3 separate regions of the Triticum aestivum genome follow, and regions 1 and 3 are each linked to region 2. Evidence: chromatin contacts called from public Hi-C data. All regions are on one chromosome and are shown on one strand. The core of a region is the stretch at or near the end of the contact, and the rest is flanking DNA. Distances in the headings are between cores, read along the strand shown. Region 1 holds the start of LOC123127671 (bidirectional sugar transporter SWEET4). Region 2 has its middle 190 kb from the start of LOC123127672. Region 3 holds the start of LOC123127670.

Region 1 (4,303 bases), core at 728-3,227, 280 kb after region 2:
TGGTAAGGGAATAGTAAGGAATGTTTTGATTTAGCTAATATCTTGGTAAGATTTGATTTTGTTTGGGTATGGGTAGGAGAAAGCAAGATTTTTTTTTTGATTTAATTGAGATTTTCATAAGATTTGATTTAATTTGATTGAGTTAATGCAGGACGTAATTTTAGGAAATTACTGGTTCCATATAGATTATTCCAAGTTACTTTATTTATGTTATTTTCTTTGTGTGACATTGGTTGAAATTATCAAAAAATCAACAGAAAATCCGAGGGGCGTAAGGAGAAAAAACCGGCGAAGGGAGTGAGGCGAACCTACCAGCTCCACTTTAATAGTAGAGACTAGCTAATTGATCGTGTGTTGCAACAGGGGCATACATATTCTAATGGTCCAACACCATTGTGCCCGACACATACCATATACCCACCATATTATAGATTTTGGTAAGATTTGATTTGATTTGAGTATGGATAGCGGAAGGCGAGGAAGGTTTTCATTTAGTTGAGATTTTGTAAGATTTGATTTGATTTCGCTATGAGTTGGGAAAAATGAAAAAAATTTGATTTAGTTGAGATTTTGATAAGATTTGATTTGATTTGGGTATGGTAAAGGACCGCAATTAAAGTTTTGATTTTGTTGAGGTTTTGGTAAGATGTAATTTGATTTGATTGAGTTAATGCAAAACATGTGGGAGGGGTGGCATACAGAAGGGAAAACAGATAGGAGAGAGGCAAGGGTGAAGGTGAACGTACAAAGACCAACTCCCCTTTAGTAGTAATGATGACCATCTAGTTAAGGTGTGACGTTTGGCAACCCAAAACAACCATCTTGTCTAATGATGTGAGTAAACGTTAACACTCTGTTCAAAATACCGACAACTAATTAGACGATGTGATCGCGCAGTATTTCATAAGTTGGTTCTATTCAACAACATCGTTTCTCTAACAGTGTGGTCTCATTATTACGGGCATCCTTGTTACTTCCACTATGCCATTCATCGGGAAAAGATGATGATCATCAATACATTAGTTAGTACTAGAGGTGAGAGTAGGGATTTGTTTTGTTTTTATGTTTTTCACACATGCAACTGAGTTTTCCTGTGAATCTTAGGATGGAGTCTTGATGAGCATGTGCCGAAGAAGAAAGATGTGACGACTAGCGAACATGAAAGTGAAACTTGTAAGAGCAATAGGTTAAAGTGACTAAAGCAATGTGGGCTAACAGAGGTATCTCAAATATCTGAAATGGAAGAAGACGAGGAAGATGAACTCCCCCCTTGCTCGACATTGATGAACTTTCCCACATTGAGCTATATGATTGTTAATTTGGTACTGCCATTGCCATTTGTTAGTAGTTAAGACGAACTGATGAACCGTCATTTGTTAGTAGCTAGGATTGAAATGATATTAGTTTGGTACTGCCTATCTATGTAATACGGTAAGATCACTGCCCGCGAGAAGGGATGACCAAAACATTCACCCTGGAGCAACCTAACATCGTGTAATTGCATCTTCACAACCATAATGCCCAGTGCTGTCAACCAAGCACCATAGACGAAACAATCTCGTGATGCTGTAGAGTTAGCCAAATAAAAATGCAGAATAGAGTCTGCATTATCTGAGTCAGTCGGGCTCAATCGGACGGAAAGTAAAGGCAAAAGGAAGCAAAAATGGTTGCAGGAAACCAAAACACTGGTATTTACGCCCAGCGGGTTGCTCCCGGGCCAAGAATGCGAATATCTACCAAAGTCGAAGCAACCCACCATTTCATCTAAATAAATAAAATCCTAAAAGAAAAAAGAAAAGTATGACCAACCCACCCGGCTGGCTGCTGGGCCACAGCACATCGGGGGTAGTTAGTTATAGAGAGAGAAACACACACACACACACAGAGAAAGAGGCGTATGCGAAAGGCCGGCGCGGCGTCCATGAGAGAGAGAGAGAGCCGGATAGAGATAGAGACGGGGACGACGGTGCGGGGCCCACGGGTCAGCAGCCCCGCTCTATTTAAGGACCCCGTTCGGTGTTTTCCTGAGATCATTCACTCATCAAACGCGACGCACAGAGACAGAGGGAGAGGGTCCGCTGTACTTGCATCCTTCCCTGCCCCCTTCCCCTCCTCCCCTCCAAGTCCAGAAATCCGTTCCCCTCTCCCCCTCTCGTCTGCACCCGAGACGCTCCTCTAGATCAGTTCCCCCTCGGTGCGGTTACCTCTCGCCGGAAGCCAAGCCACCATGGTGTCGCCGGACGCTATCCGCACCGTCATCGGCGTCATAGGTGCGTGCCTCCCCGTCGCCCCACGCCCCCCGCCTCTGTACCGCATACGCATGTGCGCCTGCGCTGCAGCGAAAACCATGTGGCAGCGGCGCCACACGGGTCGTACGGTGGGGGTGCTGCTGTTGCCTCCTGATGCTCTTTTTGTTTCTCGCCGCTTTGCGCGTGTCCTCTTCACGAACTTTTGCTCCCTTCTAGTGCAAGCGAGCATCACGCGCCGGCTTCCCTAGAGCGGCCCGATTCGTGATTTGTTCGGCGGTTCCTCCTTTGTGTTTGTTTGTTCATCGTCCGAGATCTACTTCTGATGTTGCTTTTTTTGGGATTGTTTGGTGTCTCCCTTGCAGGCAATGGAACCGCCTTGGTGCTCTTCCTATCCCCAGTGTAAGCACCGACTAAAACCATAAGTCTATCTTCATTTAATTCGCCGGATACAAATGGATTCCGGAATTAATTGTGCTGAGCAAAGAGCGAGAATTACATGACACAAATTCGTGAGAATGCGTAGATCGGCACCGCGATAATTTTGTACTATTCCTTTTTCTGATCGAAATAGTTTGGATATCTCTTCGAAAAAATGCCTGACCAGTGAAAATACTTGCCAACTGCGAATTCCTTGCAGGCCGACGTTCATCAGTATCTGGAAAAAGAAGACGGTGGAGCAGTACTCGGCGGTGCCGTACCTGGCGACGCTGCTGAACTGCATGATGTGGGTGCTCTACGGGCTCCCGCTGGTGCACCCGCACAGCATGCTCGTCATCACCATCAACGGCACCGGCATGCTCATCGAGCTCACCTACATCGCGCTCTTCCTCACCTTCTCCGTCGGCGCCGCCCGCCGCCGAGTCCTCCTCCTGCTGGTCGCCGAGGTCGCCTTCGTCGCGGGGGTCGCCGCGCTCGTCCTCTCCCTCGCCCACACCCACGACCGCAGGTCCATGGTCGTCGGCATCCTCTGCGTCCTCTTCGGCACCGGCATGTACGCCGCGCCGCTCTCCGTCATGGTACGCGTCGCCATCACTCCCACGGTCTCACCTACAAACTAGTACAGTATTGGAGTGAGATTTGGTGGTGGTATTTTAATGATTGATTTCAGTGTTACACTAGTACCGGTAGGTGAGGAAATGATTAATTAACCGCTCTTCGAATGAGAATAACCATAGGAAAAGAACGCTGGATTAATCTATACTAATTTGATTGACCAACGTCTGCTCTGGCCTCTGGGTACGTTCTGGGTGGAGAATAGAATACGCGAGTACACGCCTGCGTAATCCTGTCGTTTTCTCTCTATCTAGCAGTAGCTGTATTCTTTTCGGTTACCTCGCTATCAACTTTGAACAGCGCAAATATTCTTTTCTCAAGAAAAAATATAATGTATTACGTACATGCAGTGTTTCCAATTATGGCGTCAAATCAACTCCTGTTCCTTTGCTGTCAAAAGAGAGAGGAAAAACTCATGTTCTTTTGCTGTCAGAAAGGAAAAAACTCATGTTCTTTTTGTTCATCCTTCACTTTTTGATCCGACTGTAGTCAACAACTTGTGCCCGCTTGCACTTTTCGTTAAAATTGATCATAGCTTCTCTTTTTTTCCTGTTCTTTTATGCACTTACTTTTAGTCCTCCCATCTCAAACAAAACAAAAGTTGTGTCATCTCCCATGCCGTCGCTTCCTTGGTAGTTTTTGTGCTTCATAACCTGGTTAATACGTGTAGAGGGAAGTTGTTTCCGTTTTACTACCTGTTCTTTGGATGAATTGTGCAGCACAAACAAACAATTGTCTGTAAAATGAATGAATTTTCTTTTGTATTGTTCATCATCATCATCATGTTGATTCTTTCCGTGTCCGTGTTTCAGAAAATGGTGATCCAGACCAAGAGCGTGGAGTACATGCCCCTGTTCCTGTCCGTGGCCTCGCTCGTCAATGGCATCTGCTGGACTGCCTACGCCCTCATCAAGTTCGACCTCTACATCACCGTAAGCCTTCTAAACTTTCACACACAGTAATACTAGTAACCATTAGCTAGCAGTATACTGATTGCTGGT
Region 2 (4,544 bases), core at 1,704-4,203:
TGGAAAACCAAATGTTGAAAAAAACCCAGAAAAAACTATCCAAAAAGCCAGAAACGCGTACGAAAAAAATTTAGAGAGAGCGACCAGGACGCGACATGTGGCGGCGGTAGAGAACCCACCTCAAGTGATCGTTGCGAGGCTCCCGAAGGAGTGCTCGTCAACTAGTTGCTCCCGGAAGAAATTGGCGCGTGAAGTGCTGAATAGGATATGCCGAGCCAACGCGCAGCCCCTTTCCCTGCGAGCTCTTTCTGAGCTCTTTTTAAGAGACATGACCATGCCTCTTACGAAAGCAAAAGCAAAACTGTGCCTCTTATGTAAGAAAAGAAAAGTAAATACGTGTTTTTTTTCGTCTCTGAGAGGCACGGCCATGCCTCTCGCGGAAGCAAAAGCATACCTCTCGTGGAAGCAAAATTGTGCCCCTTAAGAAAAATATATACGTTTTTTTATGTATTTTTTTTTAATTTTTTTGTCGAAAAGGTAAGAATGACAGGTGGAAAACCGAATGTTGAAAAAAACCCAGAAAAACTATCCAAAAAGCCAGAAACGCGTGCGAAATTTTTTTAGGGAGAGCGACCAGGACGCGACACGTGGCGGCGGCACAGAACCCACCGCAAGTGATCGTTGCGAGGCTCCCGAAGGAGTGCTCGTCAACTAGTTGCTCCCGGAAGAAACTGGCGCGTGAAGTGCTGAATAGGATATGCCGAGCCAACGCGCAGCCCCTTTCCCTGCGAGCTCTTTCTGAGCTGGCCCATGTACGGGGCGTCGAGTTTTTTCATACCATATTTTCATTTTTTTTCCTTTTCCTTTTTGTTGTTTCTTCTTTAGATAATTTGGGATTTCAAAAATTTCTCAATTTTTCCTTTTTTCAGAATTTCTATTTTGTAAGAAATCCTATAAATATGCCCGCTCAAAGTGTACGCAGCGGCAGGGGGTATGCGCTCGGTTGTTAACTAGCGGCCTGTGCGCCAAATAGGATTCCCACATGGAACAATCGCCAGCTATTTCGAAAATAAATATGGGTAATCGAGGGGCAGGAAAATGAATACAGACTGCCATAAATTTAGTCAGGCTAGAGCAGGGCAATCATCAAATTCAATTTCAGGTGCAAAACACTTAACTCTTTACTTGAATACGTGGAAAAGAAAAGAAAACATAAAGTAACTTGATTCTGTGTATATACTCCCTCAGTCTCAAAATGTAAGAGACATTTTCTGACACTAGGGAGTAATATTTCGTACAGAACCTGAATAGCAGATAACTTGGTGGTGGAGAGATGAGCAATCTAGTCAATGTGAGGCAGGCAAGGCGTGGATGGAAACAGGAGTGACGTGACGTGGACAGAACAAACACACTCATCGTACTCCACATACTATGATATATCCTGTGTATACTGCGCAGCACAACATGTTACACTTACGCTCAGCCGAATCAGCTTTGATGTGTCTCCATACAGTAATGCCACTTGAATCGGATATGATTTACATGATTGCTTTTTTTCTGAGGTTTCTCTTCTAGTAAGGCCACTTGAAGCCGATATGATTTAGAGGATTGCCTTTTCCAAGGTTTCCAATATTCCCGTGGAGCGGCCATTAGCATTTTGGAGTTGTTATTGGGTCGCTGTTAACATTGATTATGACGAGAAAGGGCTGTCTTGGCCTAACAAACCATGTTAAGGCAAGTATCCCCTTTTGCATCGGATCCTACTCAGCGATAGATACTTGCACATTACTCGGCGATAGGTTAATGCCCAAATCCTATGGCACCACATTTAGTGGAGTATTTTATAAGGAAAAGAAACACATTTGCTCTGCTCTTATTGGGCTGTTCTTCTAACGCTCGTAGCCGGCGTTTCCTGTTCTTGAGTTCACTGTATCTATCCAACACCAGAGCATCACAGCCAGGCTAGTGGGATTTTTTACTAGTTTCATAGGTGTAACATTCTTGATGTTTGCCGTTTCTTTGGAGCAATAATTGAGATTCTTCTTCTAATAAGATGGCGTATTTTGCGAATAAAAGAAAAGAAAAGAGCCAATATCTTCACTTAAGTCAAGACCAACATCCTGTTGATAAGGATAAAATACCCTTTCGTATTTATATGGATTGCTGGAATTGTTAATGATAGACGAGCCCTCTTTACCAAAGGAAATTTTCAGCTAATCAAATTGTATTACCTGTCATGAGCTTGGCTTTTCTCGCTGTTAAGAAACTTTTGGACTCACTCGCAAATAAAAAATTAAATAAAATTGGACTAGCTCCATGAAGTTCACGTTAAGATAGCTGACCAGTGCAATCTATCCTCCATCCACGAGGCTGAATAGTTGCCGAATCTGGCAATCTCCTTTTGAATTCTTAATTTCCCGCATAAATTGAAAAAAATAGGGCTACCTTCCTCTCTTTTTTCAACCAAGGCTACCTTGCTCACGGAAAGGGGGGCTTAGTTAGTTCTAACCTTATTCGGAAGTCGACTGCTAAATCACATTCCATAGAATGGCAACCTTTTCTTCCCACCAACCAACACTTATTACTTTCTAGTACAACTTGGGAATTTCTTATCACTGTTTGCACTGCCATGGGGCTCCCTTTTCTTCCCTTGAGAAGGCACTAGCTTTAGGTGAATTCGTACACGGCCGTGCTTCCAAGCTCATTGTAGTCGCCCATGTTTAGCAAACCGGATATGCAAATTCCACAAGATTTCAAGTGAACGAGACGTGCTTATCCAGCATCCCCAAAGGTCTCGCCCAGCCTAGGTTTTTTTTTTTTGAGATCCCCGCCCAGCCTAGGTGCAGTGTCGCGCTCAGGATCCGGTGATGATCAGCCTTATCTGAGAAATCCAGCCCACCGAATCTGTACACGGCCCCTCAATCACTCGTGCACACTGTGTATCCACACAGCCACGGCAGCTCGACGTTACGCTGTCGAGTTTCCGGCTGGTCAAACCCCGGCGTGCCGGCCCACAAAGCGAGATAGGATATATGGATATCGTCAAGGCACAGTGGCTAGGGCGGGTAATGGGAACGGAGGACACAGGTCGCACCCGTTAACGTCAAGGCAAAGGTACTGTACCAGTTGGGCGGTGCCCCTTGCTTTCAGTTCCGCGTGGAAGATCTGGCAGGCTATAAACATGATGGGTCAACCGGATGCAATATTGATTAGCTGCTGCGCGTTGCCATGACTTGTCACCGAACATGGTGGTGTGGTGTGGTGTGGTGATCCTACCCCGAGTGTCCGTCCATGGACACCGACATCTCCTCTTAGGCATGACAAAAGCTCGCTCGCCCGGTTTCTCTTATCATAGTCTATTATGCTGACTGCTGATGCTTTCACGTTGCAGAACTGACCTGACGAGTACGTGTGATTAGGACTTCTTTTTGCATCCGACAGACCTAACATACATACATTGCTGTTTTAATATTTGTGGGGAACAACGTGCTGATTGACAGAGCAAAGTGCAGGATGACGACCATGCCACGTATTAGTAGTCAGTGCGTTGTAAAAAAATACCACACGCTTCTAACTCAATAACCATGACTTAAGACCCCGATAGGTCTACGTTCTTTACCTTAACACATGGTATCTCATCTGTGTTTTCGCTTACCCAAATGATAAGTAACACATGTGTGACACAAAGCACTTCGACCCTGATGTTTTCACAACTAAAGTTCTGATCCGAAAAGAAAAAAACAAACTCCAAAAAACTGAAACTTGCCATCTGAAAAAAAATGTTGACATGCTTGATAACTAAAGTTGTCATCCTCGCGTTAGTAAATTTGTCATAAAAACGTTCGGAGTTGCTATGTGTTGGTGCCACACGTGTGGCACTTATCAGGGTCCTTCCGCTTATCCCTTCTTTCCACCCTCGCCGATGGTGGTCACTGTGCTCACACAATTACAACATGTTTAAATATGGTCAATCCTAAAATGTCTCTTTTCCGACATAAGATGAGCAATCTGCTTTCTTTGTGAGGTTTTGATGAGGCATGCATGTGTAGTGATAGATGGTTTCTTTTGTTCTTTTGGTGAATACATATTGTTGCATATCATTTCATTGATAGGGGGTGGAGGGGGGGGGGCACAGGGTGCAACACAAAGGGGCGTACACCGAAGGCGACCCGAAGAGTGCAAGGTGAGCAAGGAGGAGGGTAGATGGTTTCTTTTGTCTCCAATCTAATTTTTTTGTAGGCGTTTATTTCCAATCCGGGTAGTCACCAATATGAAAAAAAAGATGGATCATGCGCTATCGATTAAGGTTGCATCCTAAATAACATTTAAAATAGATTTTTTTTCGTTTAACCATATTTTAAAATTTGTTAACAGGTAAAATAACATCATATTCAGATTCTACTCATTCTTCAACTCAAAATCTATACATAACGTGTTAAATTTGGAGTTACGGTTTAAAAGATATGGATATATTTTTAAAAAGCAAAAATCCGCCTACAATTGGGCTGCAGGTCATTTCATAAAAACAGTGCAGGGGGTAGGGGTTATGCAAAAGCAAAGATATGTCTAAAACCTGGACTGCGTGTTGATTATTGGAAAAGTCA
Region 3 (4,656 bases), core at 271-2,770, 290 kb after region 2:
TAACATAGCAAGTATCTATGAAGTCTAACTAATCGCATCCAAATGAGATGTACCTCCAGCCTTGCGGCGATTGTTTGCACGATTCCTGAAGCATAATGAGAGTAAAGACAGACATCAGCAAGCAGGTCATATGCACAAATACGTAGCAACATAAAAAGCTAACAATGCAGTCAGCGCAAAAACATCTTTCAAGTACTAACTAGGTTTTTAAACATCATACACATACTGAGAACTGCAGATATCTAAGTATCAGGTCAGAAATACTAGAAACATAACTAAGAACAACTGACCAAATCAATGATATTGTCAACTGAACACACAAGATTGCTCCAACAAATCTACTTTCTGTTCATGCTGAACTAAATTTGTTAATGTGAGTCGTAAGTGACTACAGAACAATTACAGCATTTGAATAACAGAAATCTAAAACATGCAGAGCCAGATAATATAGACAAGAGACCTTTAAGCCAATTATATACACTACTTCAAACTGATCATCGGCTTTATCCAAGCTGGACGACTGCATGGGTAAGAGTGGCTGAGCAAGGTTGCGTTAAGTTGAATAATCCACACTAGAGTCACCCTTCATCTCGGAATGAAGCCATGATGCTTGACCAAAGCTAAACAAACACCCTTTAGGCAAAAAGTTAGCTTTCAAGAGTGTCCTTTTTCCATATACTCACTGATAAACTAGATCAGCGTGCCAAAAGACCACCCCAGGACCAACAATGGTAGCTTGCTAGTGATGAAGATATATGTGTCAAGAACCGCTTTCATTATGCCCTCTATTAGCTAGCAGAAATAGCGAAAAGAAAAAAAAGCAAGGCTAGATTCGCCGATTCGGTGACATCATAGGCTATTACATGTTCTCAGGCTCTACCTCAAATCACACGCATTAAGCAGCTATAGAAAACGACGTAGCAGCCAAATCTAAGAAGGGCAATGAGAAGGTCACACCGTCAACCTTCCAGCTAATCCCAACCAAACCACCACATGAATTTCATGCCCCGAAGCGTAATAGTAGTACCAAAATCCCAGGAAATGACCGAATCCAAGGCAGGCAGCTCCCAGCCTCCGCGCCACAGGTGCCCCAGATCACCAAGAAGCCACCCCTTCTCGCAAAGGATTCGACCAGGCCGGGGTCCAATCCCACACTCGGAATGCGATTCTCGGTAAGCGCGGCCCGAATCGAAAATGGCAAGAAGCTGCACGAGCGTCCTGGAAAGAAAGGCGAATGCGGGAGGGGTTGACCTGTGCACGGGAGGCGTGTATCTCTTGATGCTGTCCGGGTTGCTATCCGCCATGGCAGCAGCTCGGGCCCTGGGAGGCGTGGAGAGGGGAGGAAGAAGAAGCGGGTGGTGGGTGGGGTTGCTTCCTTCCTCCTCCTGCCCAGCACGGCTGCCGCCCTGTTTCTTCCACCCTCCGTGCCCTGCCCCGGCGAGAGATGCAAAAGAGGGAGGAACAAAGGGGCGAAGATGGGGGCCCGGGCCGGGGGTGTGGGTGGGGAAAGCGGGGAAGCTCCTCTGACGTACGGCGCCTGCCGTTAGGCCACTGACAGGTGGGTCAAATTTCAGTCGGGCCTATGAGTCAGCGACGGAACGGCACCCTGCCGCACGGCAGGGGATCCTCGTCCAAGCGGGAGTGCTTTGCGCAGTAATGTCTCGATTCCGGGAAATTGCTGCCACTGACGAGTGGGCCGTAGAATTGCGCCGTGCCACGATTGGAAGTCCCAAAACAAGAGATCCACAAGTTTCTTCTTTTTTTTTAACATCAGCACAGCCTTAAGCGCTCATACTTACGCTCATACACTCACCCATATGAACGCATATGAGCACCTTCGAGAGACTGATCCGGCATGTCATTTACCAGGACTTGAAACCTGGTGGGCTGTGGATATCACTGTCTCTCTAATCATCTAACTACAGGTTGGTTCACACAAGTTTTTTTTTCTTTTGAGTGCTATATAAGAGCATCTACACCCGGGCGTCCCATACCCGCCTCAAACGCCCGGGCAGACGGCCCGGTAACTGACTGGTCACAAAAAATCGACCTAGATGGGCACCTCAAACCCCCCGGCTGACCGGCACTCCTCGTATCCAGCCTAAATATAGGATGGATATGGGCCGCTCGGACGCGCCCGCCACTGAGACCCGACAGCCCTACCCCACCTCAAATTGCACCAAATCTATCCCTTGCCCTACCGGATCCATTTGCTCTCTCCTCTCTTCTTTCTTTTCCGCGGCATCCGTCTCGTAGCTCTGCTGCCACGCGCGGTCTGCAGCTGTTCCGAGCCTCTGCGCCGCCACCATCGGCACATCACTCCTCTCTCCCGTCCTCGCCATCGAAGACGTCGTCGCCGGCCCGGACGCCATTGCAGTACGTCTGGCAACTCACGGGCTCCCCTTCATGCACTATGTGTTCGACCTAATTTTTGTGATTTTTAGGGAAAACGATGAATTCCGATGCTTCGTAGGACGACGAGTATGAGTCGACGGAGCTTGACCAAATGATTTAAGATGAGTTCTTTGATTCGTCGGATTCAGACGAAAAAGTGGACATGATTAAGAGAAAATGGACCGACAGGTGGAGCATATGTGGACTCACAATGAAAACCAAAGAGTTGATGTTTGAGTTATGCACTTAAAATAAATCTTTTGATAAAAGTGGATTTGAAGAGGTCATGACTTTATTTTGTGATGAATCCACTATTTCGGAAGAGATTCCAATTGATTATGAGAACAAAGTTGCTATCTATGATGATTATTGTGATGACTTGTATACTATAAAGAATAATGATATCCATGAAACTTGTCATCTTGATTTCAATTTTCAATCCCATGATAGTTATTTTGTTGAGTTTGCTCCCACTACTATTCATGAGAAGAAATTTGCTTATGTGGAGAGTGATAAAAATTCTATGCTTATGCATCATGAAAAGAATGATTTATGTGATAGTTATATTGTTGAATTCATTCATGATGCTACTGAAAATTATTATGAGGGAGGAATATATGCTTGTAAGAGTTGCAATAATATCAAGTTTCCGCTCTATGTGCTTAAAATCTTAAAGTTTTGCTTGCTTTACCTTCCTATGCTAGTTGATTATTGTTCCATGAGTTGTTTGCTCAAAAAATCCCTATGCATAGGAAGTGGGTTAGACTTAAATGTGCTAGTCATATTCTTCATGATGCTCTCTTTATGTTTCAATTCTTACCTTCTATGTGAGCATCATTGAAATCATCATGCCTAGTTAGGGGCGTTGAACGATAGCGCTTGTTGGAAGGCAACCCAACTTTATTTTTGTTCCTTGCTCTTTGTTCCTGTTTAGTAATAAATAATTCATCTAGCCTATGTTTAGATGTGGTTTTATGATTTTAATTAGTGTTTGTGCCAAGTAGAACCATTGGGAAGACTTGGGGAAAGTCTTGTTGATCTTGCTGTAAAAAACAGAAATTTTAGCGCTCACGAGTATTGCTGCCATTTTTTATTGGAGAGTGTTATTTAGTTAATTCTTATTGCAGATGATTAATAGATAAATTGCTCACGTCCAGCAATTTATTTTAGAATTTTTGGGGTTCCAGAAGTTTATGTTAGCTACAGATTACTACAGACTGTTCTGTTTTTGACAAATTCTGTTTTTATGTGTTGTTTGCTTATTTTGATGAATCTATGGCTAGTAAAAGAGTTTATAAACCACAGAGAAGTTGGAATACAGTAGATATTACACTAATATAAATAAATAATGAGTTCATTACAGTACCTTGAAGTGGTGTTTTGTTTTCTTTCGCTAACGGAGCTTACGAGTTTTCTGTTAAGTTTTGTGTTGTGAAGTTTTCAAGTTTTGGGTAAAGATTCGATGGATTATGGAATAAGTAGTGGCAAGAGCCTAAGCTTGGGGATGCCCAAGGCACCCCAAGTTAATATTCAAGGACAACCAAAAGCCTAGTCTTGGGTATGCCCCGAAAGGCATCCCCTCTTTCATCTTCGTTCATCGGTAACTTTACTTGGAGCTATATTTTTATTCGCCACATGATATGTGTTTTGCTTGGAGCGTCATTTTATTTTATTTAGTTTTGCTTGATGTTTGAATAAAATACCAAGATCTGAAATTCTTAAATGTTAGAGAGTTTTCATATAGTTGCATAATTATTTGACTACTCATTGATCTTCACTTATATCTTTCGGAGTAGTTTGTTGTTGCTCTAGTGCTTCACTTATATCTCTTTAGAGCACGACGGTGGTTTTATTTTGAAGAAATAGATGAACTCGCATGCTTCACTTATATTATTTTGAGAGTCTTTAAACAGCATGGTATTTTGCTTTGGTTATGAATTTAGTCCTAATATGATGGGCATCCAATATTGGTATAATAAAAACTTTCATATAAAGTGCATTGAATACTATGAGAAGTTTGATACTTGATGATTGTTTTGAGATATGAAGATGGTAATATTAGAGTCATTCTAGTGAGTAGTTGTGAATTTGAGAGATACTTGTGTCAAAGTTTGTGATTCCCGTAGCATGCACGTATGGTGAACCGTTATGAGCTAAAGTCGGAGCATGATTTATTTATTGATTGTCTTCCTTATGAGTGGTGGTCGGGGACGAGCGATGGTCTTTTCCTACCAATCTATCCCCCTAGGAGCATGCGCGCAG

Evidence for each region. Hi-C and Micro-C count contacts between places; a contact is called where the count stands out from the background.
Region 1: a Hi-C map of leaf shows a contact between it and region 2, with 6 times the contacts expected there. The contact joins the promoter of LOC123127671 here to the enhancer-like site in region 2. A contact is called at or near these places in 3 of 5 Hi-C or Micro-C datasets (leaf and root).
Region 3: a Hi-C map of leaf shows a contact between it and region 2, with 9 times the contacts expected there. The contact joins the promoter of LOC123127670 here to the enhancer-like site in region 2. A contact is called at or near these places in 2 of 5 Hi-C or Micro-C datasets (leaf and root).

The regions. Positions count from the first base shown.
Region 1 is chr6A:407,211,884-407,216,186 of IWGSC CS RefSeq v2.1, reverse strand. LOC123127671 (bidirectional sugar transporter SWEET4) reads left to right here and starts at 1,977. Exons shown (of 5, transcript XM_044547452.1): 1 at 1,977-2,270; 2 at 2,612-2,648; 3 at 2,887-3,265; 4 at 4,115-4,234. The coding sequence starts at 2,228.
Region 2 is chr6A:407,488,055-407,492,598 of IWGSC CS RefSeq v2.1, reverse strand. No RefSeq gene overlaps it. Among protein-coding and RNA genes, the nearest start is that of LOC123127672, 190 kb to the left of the region's middle. Within about 2 kb of position 2,953, at least 4 of the 8 cell types and tissues checked have an H3K27ac peak or open chromatin away from gene starts, as enhancers often do. A contact at or near this core is called in leaf, where this site is marked.
Region 3 is chr6A:407,195,021-407,199,676 of IWGSC CS RefSeq v2.1, reverse strand. It overlaps LOC123127670, which reads right to left and starts at 1,520. Exons shown (of 6, transcript XM_044547451.1): 1 at 1,252-1,520; 2 at 54-85. The coding sequence starts at 1,304.